Linked DNA regions of Mus musculus: region 2 is linked to region 1. Evidence: chromatin contacts called from public HiChIP or PLAC-seq data. All regions are on one chromosome and are shown on one strand. The core of a region is the stretch at or near the end of the contact, and the rest is flanking DNA. Distances in the headings are between cores, read along the strand shown. Region 1 holds the start of Poglut3 (protein O-glucosyltransferase 3). Region 2 overlaps Atm (ataxia telangiectasia mutated).

Evidence for each region. HiChIP or PLAC-seq counts read pairs in DNA pulled down with a chosen protein or histone mark.
Region 2: a BATF HiChIP or PLAC-seq map of CD8 T cells shows a contact between it and region 1, with 13 read pairs. The contact joins the enhancer-like site here to the promoter of Poglut3 in region 1. A contact is called at or near these places in 3 of 39 promoter capture datasets (HPC-7-derived erythroid cells, hematopoietic stem and progenitor cells and macrophages), 1 of 15 datasets of contacts at CTCF or cohesin (CD8 T cells), 1 of 484 Hi-C or Micro-C datasets (uterus), 5 of 115 datasets of contacts at active chromatin or transcription factors (CD8 T cells, the SCID.adh cell line, effector CD8 T cells and 2 more) and 3 of 9 other capture datasets (adipose tissue, liver and pancreatic islet).

Annotation. Positions count from the first base shown.
Region 1 is chr9:53,380,412-53,386,965 of GRCm38.p6, reverse strand. Poglut3 (protein O-glucosyltransferase 3) reads right to left here and starts at 2,943. Exons shown (of 8, transcript NM_212445.2): 1 at 2,680-2,943. The coding sequence starts at 2,866. It overlaps Exph5 (exophilin 5), which reads right to left. Exons shown (of 6, transcript NM_176846.3): 6 at 5,808-6,554.
Region 2 is chr9:53,432,772-53,439,325 of GRCm38.p6, reverse strand. It overlaps Atm (ataxia telangiectasia mutated), which reads left to right. Exons shown (of 63, transcript NM_007499.3): 63 at 1-2,204. It overlaps 4930550C14Rik (RIKEN cDNA 4930550C14 gene), which reads right to left. Exons shown (of 9, transcript NM_001376944.1): 9 at 4,900-6,554. Among named protein-coding and RNA genes, the nearest start is that of 4930550C14Rik, 31 kb to the right of the region's middle. Within about 2 kb of position 3,290, at least 25 of the 459 cell types and tissues checked have an H3K27ac peak or open chromatin away from gene starts, as enhancers often do. A contact at or near this core is called in CD8 T cells, the SCID.adh cell line and memory CD8 T cells, where this site is marked.

The DNA.
Region 1 (6,554 bases), core at 1,694-4,193:
AATTCTAAATTGCTCAAAGCGGAAGGAATATGAATTCCCATTTGCCCTGATGGCCTTTACAATGGAACGGAATCAAAGATCACCCTACAGTTTCCTCTCCATAAATTCAAATTTATGAAAAAGTGACCAATGAGAAGGTAGTGACACAAAAGGAGCCTGGTAGTGTCACACCTTACTTCAAAGATTCTGAACACTTAGTTTTCAAAACAACCAAAAGCATAAAAAAATTTACTTAGTGCCTACTATGGGCTATATGTGTTCATAGCTATCTATATCCATCTATCTATCTATCCATCTATATACTTTCTAGATCATGCTCTTATTACATAGTCAAGGCTAGCCTAGAACTCACAATCCTTCTGTTCCAAATGCTTGGATTATAGGCCTGCACCATCATACCCAGCTCTCATAAGCATTTTCTATCTGTTTCTTGTAAGACCTGTTAGGTAATTATTGATCTACCCCACTGTACAGATCAAGAAACCTAGCTCCAAAAAGTAGCTGAGGGTCATATTTAAAAAAAAAAAAAAAAACCACCAAAAAACCCAGCAGTCAGTAGGCAATCATAGCTTTGCATTTTAAATAGAATATAATTTTAAATGGAAGAGAATCTCTGGCAATGGGAACCTCGCCTGCCATGACTGAAGGGGCTCTGACCAGTAAGCATGGCTCTGGCAGACCTTGGTTTTCTCTCCCATTGCCTCTGCTTTGCTTAAAAAAAAAAAAAAAAAAAAAAAAGTTGGATTACTTTCCTAAAGCTACGCACCAAGGTCTATCCCCTCAAATGGCCACTTCTTCCTCCTCCTGAAGCTGACTACCAAGGTCCAGCTATCAAAGTATTGAAGTCCAACAATCAAAAGTCCCCTTTGGCTCACCTAATTAATCTGCCCAATTAAAATTAAACACCTCATCCTAACACAAGGTTTTCCCTTGTACCTTTATATTTTTGGTTGTGAGCCTAGCCTGTAACAGCTGAGCCATCTCTCTAGCCCCTCTTATACCTAACTGCCATTTGCCTCCGAGCCATGTCTGTCCCCTCTCTATCCAGAGACAGTCCTGTGTTCCACTCCAGGACAAACACCCTGTCCCCTCTCGTTTGTTCCCTTCCCCTTCTTCCTCAACCCCCATCTCCTGTCTGTCACTTATTCCCTGCCCTCTGTACCTATGTGCTGAGAACTTGGTCTTGGGGGTCCTGAGTCGATACTTTTCCTTTCAATGACCATTTAGTAAGTTTATCAATGCTCACGGCAGCTAGAGGGAAAGCACTGATCTTACATTACCAAATGGAGCATCCCATAAGACCAAAGAGTTACACCCTAGGACTACATAATCATCCAAACAGGTCTGACTTCCTGCCACGGACACACCAGGATCCACTCACGCACTGCAATTTCTAAAAGATATGTTTTTCTCATTATAAAAACATTATGATGTATTGGGGCTAGAGAGCTGGCTCGGTGGTGGTTAGGAGTGCTTTCTATTCTTCCAGCGGACTCATGTTCTCAGCAACTATATTAGGTGGCTCACAAGTGTCTAGAACTATGGTTACAGCAGATCCAGTGCTCTCTTCTGGTCTCTATAGGCACCAGCTCACAAGTGGCATATACAAACACACACATATCCGAATAATCTTTGCAGAACATTTTATTTGGGGAAAAAGATTTTTAAAATGGGGGGGGGGGATCCTTACTCTCCTGCTGTAACCACATGAGTGCTTATCTGGGTTCATTTATTTATTACAGAACTGCAGATACACCATAACACGGTTTGAATCTGAACCATGTTCCACAGACTCCTGTTCTCAACACTTGATCCTCGCGCTCTCTGCTTTTGCGCGGCTGCAAGCCAGTCTAGAAACCCCTCTCAGCCTCCAAACCCGCACTCCTGAAGCTTCCCAGACTCCCTTGGACCTATTGGCAGTTCTTTAATGTTTACACCAGGCTGCAGAAATCCAATTGCAGCAACTGTGCTTTGCCCTGATAGGCAGGTTGCTTATTATCTATTTTCTCAGCAGAGTCTTAAGTTTTCGATAGGCAGACATTGCCATCCTCTTTTTTACTCCAGGATTACCATATACACGTGACTTCTAAGTACGTGAAATTCCCGTTTGCTCGGTGGAGGACGCCAAGGAGTTCTCTGCCTCTTTGCAGGCAAAACAGGACGCCAGATGGGAGCAGCCTTACATTTAGACACAAATTAGCAAATCCTGACTGGCAACAAGTTGAAACCAGCTGGACAAGTCCAGAGAAGCAATCAGATGTGGGAGGAGGGCCCTGCTGAGATTCAAGACAAGCGCCTCCCTTCTCCGGTTCTAGGAAGTTTCCCTGCTTCGCGTGGTCTGCACTGCGGGCCTAAGAAGAGTGGGCTGCTGAGGGAGGGAGGAAGGCGCGCCCTGCAGGCCAGGAAGGGCCATCTGCATCACGTGATGGCACCACTGCGCTCCGTGGGACCCCACAGGCGCCGTTTACTCTACTTACCCTTACATCTGTCACCGGGCGGGACCTGTGGCCCAGCCTTTGGAGTTAGTCACCCAACGGTCCTGAGTGGCACCTCCCGCCCCCGTGGGTGTCAGGGAGGAGGGAAGGGACGCCGATGGGAGGGGAGAGAAGACGACACCCGCAGTGGGGAGATGGCCACGTGTGGGGACAGGGACGCGCGGGGACGGCAACGGGCGCTGACCTGGCGGCGAGCTAGTGAAGTTCCGGCCGTCCGAGTCCACCGACTGCAGGAAGAAGTAGCGCACGGGCAGGACGGCGGCGGCCTGCAACCCAGGGCCCCACGCCAGGCTCCGCGGTGCGCTCACGCGCGCCCCGGCCCCCGCCGCCACCAGCAGGGCGAGCTGCAGCCCCAGCGGCAGGGCCTGCATGGTCGCCGGCTCTCAGCTCCGCTGGCCAGGGAGGAGCTGGAGCGCCGGGCCGAGGGGACACCCGAGGGCGGGCCTCTGGCTAGAGCCGCCCCGGGCGGGCCGGGCGCGCGCCCGGACCCCGACTGGCTCGTGTACCGCGCCCAGGCCTTACGCTCCTAGTCATCCCTACACTAGTTGCCTGAGTTTGCCAGTCTGGAGAAAGGCAGGGTGTGCTTGTTTTAAAATTGTTACCTCTTTTCTTTTTCTTCTTCTTGTTCTTCCTTTTCTTGTTCTTCCTTCTTTTCTTCTTCTTCTTCTTCTTCTTCTTCTTCTTCTTCTTCTTCTTCTTCTTCTTCTTCTCCTTCTCCTTCTCCTTCTCCTTCTCCTTCTCCTTCTCCTTCTCCTTCTCCTTCTCCTTCTCCTTCTCCTTCTCCTTCTCCTTCTCCTTCTCCTTCTCCTTCTCCTTCTCCTTCTCCTTCTCCTTCTCCTCCTCCTCCTCCTCCTCCTCCTCCTCCTCCTCCTCCTCCCCCTTTTCTTCTTCTATATTTTATTGTTTCTCCTTTTGAGAAGGAAGTCTCCCTCTGTATCTCAGGCTGGTTTTGAACTGATGACAATCCTTCCACCCCAGCCTCCTCCAGTAGAGGGAAATTAAAGGTGTGTAAGCCAAGCCACCTTGCCTTGTGGAGAAAACTGGTTGAGTTGGGGTTTTCCCTATGTATCTCCTACTGCCTTGGAACTCTCTATATATGTATATAGACTGGCTGATCTTTAACTCACTGTCATCCACCTGCCTCTGTGTCCCAGGTATTGGGATCAAAGGTGTGCACTACACCCAGACAGAAAAGGGTTGGAAACATGGCTTATTATAAATGCACATCAGGGTTTGGTTTCCAGTGCCACAGTGGAACAAGAGGAATAGCTTCCCTGTGAGGAATTCCCCTAGTCTTTGTTCACACACCGGCCCACCTGTTCCGTATATTTGTGATTGGCAGCCTACTACCCTGAAGTCCCTTATCTTTCGGTGTTTCCTGTGTAGGGCACTTGGGCAGCAGAAGGCAGGGTCTGGGCAAGCGTCTCAGTAGAGTTGGGCACCTATCCTTCCCTGCCCACTATGCCCTGGGCACCCCACTCCTGAGCATCAAGAGCCGGGAAGAACAGCCCCACAGCCCCCGTTTGTTCACTCTTGCTAATTATTTTTTCTTTTTATCTGAGTTTTAGGAACTAATTATTCTTCCCAGGATGAGAAATCTGGAAGAATTCATCCTGCAGAATGGGCAGAGATCTTCCTGGTAGATCTCAACCCAGAGCTTATCAGAACCAGGCCCCAGGCTTTAATTGGGCTCCTGAGCATTTTGAGCTCCGGCCCAGGTCACCAACCCAATTACCAATCATAGGCGAGTATAGAGGCCAGCAGGAAGAAATCGGCAGATGCCCATATGCACTCTACAGCGCTGGGGTCTCAGGTTAGCCCCTGGACGTTATAGACAGCGCTCTTTAGACGCATCATTAGGAACTGGGAATAAGTCACTTGTAAATTGCAGGGCAGCAGTGTAGTGTAACTTAGTGTGATTTCCAATGGCTTGTTTCCTGGGGTCGTTTGCATGCTTTGATGGAACGCCTACTCTGCTCTGCTCCAGCTAGCATTTATACATAAATAAATACCACCACACACAATAAATACCCACACACAAAACCTGTGTAAACACATTTTATCTACACCCTGCCAAAATTGAACTTAAATTTCCTTTTCCCAGAGAAGTGAGTCGGGGGTTATCTGGCTCTAGGTGATAGTGCCTAAGAAATTATATAACACTTGAAATAGAAGCCGGGCGTGGTGGCGCACGCCTTTAATCCCAGCAGATTTCTGAGTTCGAGGCCAGCCTGGTCTACAAAGTGAGCTCCAGGACAGCCAGGGCTATACAGAGAAACCCTGTCTCGAAAAACCAAAAAAAAAAAAAAAAAAAAAAAAAGAAAAAAAAAAAGAAATTATATAACACTTGAAATAACACCTATTGGGCAGGGGGGGGGGGGAGTCAAGCAACTGACTCCTAAGACTGCAACCAGACAAGCAATGGACAGTAACTAGAAGGATCATTAAGTGATTGTCTTAAACTACAAAGAACAGTCTGTGGTGCTCCTGAATGAGCTGGCCCCCAATTCAAGCCAGCTGCCTCCTCTTTGCTAAACCTGAGAACATCCAGGAAGTGATGTCAGTCTAGGCACCCTGATGTCTCCAAGCTGGTTGGCTACTTTGGGTGTACATGAAAGAGAAGCAAGCCACTCTTTTTGTTTTGAATTGCAAGACATCCATTTGACAAACCCCTCCCAATAGTTGCCAGAAAGACCAGGTACGTACCCCCCCCCCACACCCCCAGTATCTTCGTAATTTTCCTGGGAAAATTCATACTTTAAAAAAAAATCATCTTTTAAAGGGCTGGAGAGATGGTTTAGTAGTTAAGACTGCTGGATGGGCCGGGCGTGGTGGCGCATGCCTTTAATCCCAGCACTTGGGAGGCAGAGGCAGGCGAATTTCTGAATTCGAGGCCAGCCTGGTCTACAGAGTGAGTTCCAGGACAGCCAGGGCTACACAGAGAAAGCCTGCCTTGAGAAACCACACACACACACACACACACACACACACACACACACATGAGTGCTGGCTGCTCTTGCAGAGGACCCAGGTTTCATTGCCAGCAATCCCATACGATGGTTAGCAGCCATCTGTACCTCCAGTTCTTCAAGATCTGATGCCCTCTTCTGGCCTCTATGGACACCTGGCATGCACGTGCTGCACAAACAGGCAAAGCACAAAACAGCAAAAAATAATCTGAGGATAGTAAATAAAAGCAACCCTAAAAGTATTTTGGGGTTGAGGCTGTGGCTTAGTGGTGGAGCTGCCTAGCATGTGGGTTCCGTCTTCAGAAGCACAAACCCAGAAAAAAACCAACAAAGGATGCAGTGCATCTGTTTAAGTTCTTTATTTCCACAAAAGTGTTATTTTAAAATTTCACAGTCTATTCCATATTCCATACTTTGGGAACAGATCTGAGGGAAAACATAAAAGGAGTACTTGACAGTTTTGACCAAGTGCTTATTGTGGCTTACTGTTTCAGGATAGAATTATCAGTCACAAAGAGCCTTTAAGGAGCCTTTACAAACTTACAAAGTAAAATATTTACATATTTATACTGTACATCTAGATAGATATTCTACAGCTACTATACAGTGAACTCCAAGCAACGAGGCCTGTTTGAACATAACAGCATTCAATACGGGAACTTGTTTTTACAGAGATATGAATTTCCATTTTAATCTCATCTTTTCCACAACCTCAGAAGGCTTCTTTTAGCACCCTCATGACTCATCTTTATTTCCTGTACAAAATATTTTCTCTTTTGAGCTTATCCTTAACCAAATTCATGTTAGTAGCAACTAGAGTTTTGTTAAGATCATTGTATTCATGATGTAAGAGTAAACTATTTAGAAGTTAGTATCTACAGAGTAAAATAATCTCATTAAACTCAATTTTAAACAAAGTTATATAGTTGTGTTATCCTAATATTTAAGCAAGCTAATAATTTTCTAGGCACTTATTAGTGTTGATTAGTTAGTGTTTTACTCCATTTACAAGAAAGTTTAATAATGATTATATATTTTAGAAAAAGAATAATATAAAATGACTATCATTGAAGTTACCACAGCTATGCCC
Region 2 (6,554 bases), core at 2,041-4,540, 52 kb before region 1:
ATAATACTTTTCAAAAGGGACTCTTTAAAATTGTAACTATCACTATATCATGGGAATCCCTCATTAGAATGAATGTAGGTAGGGCTGGAGTGTGGCTCAGTGGGAGAACATGTGCCTAACCTGTAGGAGGCCCCATATTCAGACCAGAATTGCAGATTCAAGAGAAAAAAAAAAAAATAGAGCATGTTGAAAGCAAGCAGTATAAGTTGAGCCTTCTTAATTCTTAAGTCCAAAACATGAGACATTTTCATGTTGAAAACTTTCTGACATATTGGGCTCATTTTAGACTTGCACATTATATTAGGCACACAGCTAGTCTTAGCTCGCTGTCTGCATGAATGCTTCCCAACCTGGAAACGTCTAAAACTGAAAGCAACTCTCAGCACACATACACACACTCACAACAATAAAGTAAACAACTTTTTTACAAAGGGAAAAGTAGATTGCATAGTTTCAGCTATGTGCCCTGGAACTAACAGATCCACCTCCTGGGGCCTCCCAAGGTGCGGAAGGAAGGTCGGTGTTAAAGGTGTGCCACACCATATTCCACTTTATTAATGTTCCAAGTCCTGGTCTGTCACTAACCATCTTTAAACACCGCATTGGGATCGTCTTGTTAAGGCAAGGGCTGGGTGGGCGGTTGGTTGTATTGTTGATTCTTGTCTCGGGGGCTGATTGGTCATTTTGTCATTTTGAAAGGTGTGCTCACTCATACACACAAGCACACACCGTGTGTGGGAATCCAGAGTGGCTTGGTTAAGAGGGGTTCTTCCAGATAGTTTGCTTCTGTTTCACCCTCAGGGATTTTACTGACATTTCTTGGCTCCGGAGCTTTAGATCTCAGGAGTAGTGTAGATTCCCGAGAGCAGCAGAGTCTTTCAGGCCGCAGTAGACCTGTTCTCTCTAATCTGTATGCTAATGGGCATAATGTTGAATTGATGCCCCTTAAAATGAAAGCTCGACCTGTGTCTCACTGTGGTGGCAGGGTAAAGGGAGATGGCATTTAATGCTTCTCTTGTGCTGTTTGCAAGCCTAATACCACACGTGTGTGTGTGTGTGTGTGTGTGTGTGTGTGTGTGTGTGTGTGTGTGTGTGTGTGTGTGTGATTTGTATTGTATATACAAAGCCAAACTACTCTTTTGGTTTCTGTAAACTGCTATGAAACTGTTCTGCATTTCAGCTTTCTTGTGTATTTTGTAAGAATTGTTAAATGGATATTTGGCATCTGCTTGACTGCAGTAAATCAGGCGGATGTAATGAACTTAGAATGTCTGTAAGCAAGTGTTGATGTCTTCATGGATGGAGGAAGAAAATTAGCTAATGATGTCTAGCTAAATGAATTTGTAATTTGTTTTTGTAGTTAATCCACTGAAGAGGTTGGAATAGTTGATCCATTCTTCACCCTTGAATAATATTCTGTTAACAGAATATATTCAGATTTCTTCAGTGGCTTTGATAAATCTATGTCAAAATTTTTCAGATAAACCCAGAAGCTGCTACTTGAAAGGTGAAAAAGACTGAGTTAGAAAATCTTTCTGACAGGTTTGAGTGAGACGGGCTGTTACCAGGAGCCCATGAGTGATAGTTAGATTTATAGGTTACTAAGAATCAGGTATTTTCTTTATGCTGAGTACCTGACATGTCTATCAGCAGCACCTCTGATTCTTACAACAAAACTTTGTAATATTCCTGACGGTGCCACAGATTATCTGGAGAAAAATTACTTGCCTGAGGACAGAAGACATTGCACATGTGTTCCTCACAGAAGCTGCTAGAAAAGAAGGAGGCAGCATGTCTGTCTGTCTGCAGTAAAGGAGGCAGCACTCCTCTTCCAGCCCTATGCTGCTGTACCCCTCAAATGGTCCCCAGTCAGGTCCTAAGGCTAAGGTCATCATAGCGTTCAATTAAAACAGGGAAAAAAGGGTGTGTCCCTAGAAATCCATCTCAACTTTAGATGTGATAAAAGGAATAAACGCAAAAAGGAACTTAGAGCACCTTAAGGTTTATAATAACTGTCTTTCTTTTTAAGTAGAAGGTCAGTATGAAATAGAAAATGTGCCATATCAAATGTTTTAGTTGCACCTTAGTAAAATTATGTATGTTATGTAGATTTGTTTAGTGCTAGTAAATGTTTTTCAGTTATGCTGTTTCCTGAATTATCAGTTTGTTTTAAATAAAGAACTGTGGAAGTATATGCTGACTATACAACCGTATGTCCATTTTATGAAATACTTGAGTATTGTGTGTGCCAGGCATGGGGCTAGTTCCTAGGGAGACAACAGTGAGCTCAGAGTCCAGGAAAGAGGCGGGTGGCTGCTGCAGTGGAATCAGTAGGCAGTCCAGGACATTACATTCCAGGCTGTGAGTCTGACAATTTTCTTAATTACCTTGTAACAGGAAGGCAAATGAACACTGTTCTTTCACTTATAATCTAGTTGACTTTTCTCAAATCTAAAAAACTAAAGATCCTAATATCCTAAATGTGGTATTTTATTTTTATCATGTTTTAAAATAAATTCCTTCCTTTTGAGGGTTTCATGTTCCTCTGTGCAGCTTCTAAGCAAAATGAATTTTGTATACACTGTAGTCAACATTTCCAGAAAGGTTGGGTTCAGAATTGGTAAAGATCTCATATAATGAAAATTATTCCTTGGAGTAAAACCCCAACTTTGCTCTAACAGGATGGGTGGTTTTATGTATAGTGGGAGTAAGAGTGTGTAGTTAGTAGTGTATTGTTCAAAAGCAGAAGTTCTAAACCAGGTGATTTTTGCCTTGTATATATTTTTAAACTAAAAAAAAAAAAAATCTTTTATTGTTAGGTACAAAACGGCTGTAACAACTAGGGACGCAACACGTTTCTTTACATGTTTTTTGGTTTGGTTTGGTTTTTGGTGTGGTTTCCTTCTCTTGAGTAGTCACGACGACGGCTGAGTGTTTCACAGTGTTTCTCTTCCTCTCCTGGCTACATGCTATTATTGCTAATCTGCTCTGTCACCAGTCACTTTTTGTCATCACTGTTCCACTGATGGTTAGAGCTCCTCTGAGGACTTCCCTTCATTCCTAGACCTTCCGAAATGTTCCATTCTTACAGTTCTTACCGAGGGGGTCATGCATACTTACATTACATTTCTCCCTAGGTACCGTCATAGTTTTGATAAGCTCTCTCTTCAGACTTTTCTTAGTATTTGAAATGTGTTACTCACCACTGACGTTTCATCCAGTAGACAGAGATAAAGTCTTATTCTTTCTAGAAACGTGCATGGGTTCTTTGGGAGCAGTGGTTCTCAGTTCCTCATGTGGTGGTGAACCCCAACCATAACATTACTTTTGTTCCTGCTTCAGAACTGTGATCTTGCTACTGTTAGGAGTCACCATGTAAATTACCTGTGGTTTGCAGTGGTCTCAGGCGACCTGTGAAAGGGCTGCGACTCACAGGTTGAGAACCACTGTTTTAGGCGATCCTATATGCTGTAAACATTTTTCCTCCCAGATGTTATGCTACTTTTGTTCCTTTGTCCTCCTTTACTCTCGTGGCCGCATCCTCAGCTTGGTGCAGTACAGAGCAGTCATGTTTGAAAGTCCTGTGGCTGATGGCTAGGGCTCAGGCGCCAGTGTGTTCCCTTTTCCTGCAGGGGTTTTGTGAAGCATCTGTGTCACTTTTTTTTTGTTAAAGAAATTCCTTCTCATACCTGGAATACTGTGAAGTTCTGTGGTGAGTGAGCCATTGCTGTACTTACTGAAGATGACCGTTTTTCTGAGTGTGTTACTATCCTGCTCACACTGTTAGGTTTTCTAAGATTAAGTCATCCATACACTTCCAACATCTTTAGGAGGTGGGCCAGTGCAGGGGGGGGGTAGGGGAGGGCATGGATTATGCTCTTTGAATTCATAAAATGGAACCCCGGTGCCGCTTTATGTCCGTGGCATGATACCGTCTCACCATAGAACCCAATGGAGTCCTACGACTTATTTACCTCATATAATGTCCCAGCGATAGTGTGCCATCTTAATACACACGGGGATATAGGCATCTCTTTAAACTCTGTCCCTAGTACTTTTAAGTATAAAACCAGAATGGAGTGGTTGGTCCTTTTGGTTTTGTTGTTGTTAACCTTTTATTTCCCACAATGTATAATTTCTTGAGATTGACAGTATATACCATCAATCCCAGTAATTCAAGAAAAGAGATGATTCGACTTTCTTCCTAATAAGCATATGAAATGAGATATTGTATGCTTTGTGAGAGTTTTTTTCTTTTTCTTTTTAATGCTTTAAAAGCCTAAAAATGTACTCATATTAATGGAATACATTGAAGTGTGTAAGTTGTGTAATGTTCCAATCAGGGCATTTCTCCTCAAGGGTTTTCTGAGGTTGTGTTTGATGTGTATGTGTGTCTTGCCTGCATTTATGTCTGTGTACCACTTGCATGCCAGAAGGTGGGATTAGATTCCCTAGAAATGGAGTTAGATAGTAGTGAGCCATCATGTCAGTGCTGGGAATCGAACCTTGGTCTTCTGGAAGAGCAGTCAGCACTTTTAACCACTATGCCGTTTCTCCAGCCCCAAGTGTATATAGTTTGTTTATGGTAAGACTCTCCACAGCCCTTTTTATCGGGCTTTTGGAAATATACAGAATGTTGTTTTCTATAGCTAACCCAATGCAATATCACTCAGAGCTTAATTTTCTTTTTATTCTAATTATTAAGGCATATTGATATATGTAATATATTGATATATATTAAGGCATGTGCATATATGTAAACTTACTGATCATGTCTGCCCTCTGTTCCCCTGCGGGAGGTGTCCTCCCTGCAACCTCATGCCTTCTTTCATAACTGACAGTAGCTTTTGTACTCTCAGGTCTTTTGCTTCCATGTGACAGACAGCATGAAATAATAACTTTGCTATGTCTGGCTTTTATTTTGCTTAACATGATGCCCTTCAGATCCATTTGCCACAGATGATGGGCGGCATGATTTTATTCTTTTTATGAACAAATAGTATTCAAATATATACACATACATATATACATGCATGCATGCATGCATGCATATATTTCTTTTTCTAGAAGAGGATGCTGTATTGGTGAGAAATATTTAAGTCGCTGTTACCTGCATTAGGACGTGTCTGTCCCTTTATGGTAAGCACAAGTCTTCCTTGCTGAGGACAGGGATGTCTTGCTTTGTTCTTAAGCTTCTTATTTTAGAGCTCACAAGTTTGCAGTGAGATCTTAGGTCCAGATAGGTCAAGCCAAAAATGACTACATGCAGGCTCAGTTTTATCCTGCTTCTAACAAAACTTCGTAAAGGCAGCTGTAAAGGCAAATCCATTCACAGCAGTTACAAGTAAAATACCTTGGAGTAAATTCAGCTGAGGTTCAGAAAGACCTCTACTGTGGAAATTACAAAGCGCTGATCAAAGTCACTGGAGAAATCCCAAGATGGAAAGACTTCCCATACCAGACAAAGAAGTTTGTAGACTGACCAATCCTTTTAAAAATCTGAGGAACATCCTTTAAGAGAACTATAAAATCACAAAATTCATATAGAAAACCAACTTGCCAGTAGCTAACAACAAAACACTTGAAAGGATTGCGAGACATGCTTGAGTTACAATAATGAAAATTTTATGGCCCCAGAGATAAAGCTATATACCTCACTAAGCTAATTCTACACTGATGTTCGGAAAAAAAATGTTTACCTAGGCACCGTTTCCTTATTTCCATTGGTGCTGATAAACTATATCTTAATGCAGAAGATTAAAAGTTGATTCCCTGTGTCACACCCTATACCAAAATCAACTCAAATGTGTCAAGACCTAGAGGTCTTAAGACAGAACTATTACAGGAACACAGGAAATGCAAGATGCTAGTGGGAGTAAAGACTTTCTTGACGCACCCTTAATGCACAGAAAACACAAAAGTGGCAGGTTGGGAATCATACCAACTGAAATGCTCACGCGGAGCAACAAAACTATAAGAATAAGAGAGAGCTTACAGGTTTTAGGTAAAGATACTTGCCATCTATTAATCTACAGAGTCAATATCAAGAACACATTAAAAAAAAACTTTAAAAAATGTTAAGCCATCAAAACCACAAGATGCTGTCATGCTATAAACAATGCACATTATCAAAAACCAAACAAAATGTGTGTGTTGATTGATATGAGGGGAAAGTGAATCTGCTGTGTGGCTCAGCAGTGTCACTTCTTAGTGTATCTCCAAAGACGTCCGTGCACTCTACATGCACTGTGGCACTACACACCCAAAGGTGCCAAACTAAACCAAGTGGACAGACATCGGCCACCCTGACTCCGTCGGTACATGTTGTATAAATACTGTGAAATACACCATTCTCCATAAATGTGTAAATTGTTACCTGTGCAGAATTAAAAAGGAAAAAAAAAATCAGTGGACACTTCAGTAAGACAAGTAAGTGAGAGCCGTTTGGAGATGGAGTGTCCAGTGAGTGAGCCCTGCACTGAGCAACTGCCCCACAAGCAAAACTGTATTTGAAGGTTCTTAATGTCAAAAAAAAGTATCTTTATTTTAAGTAT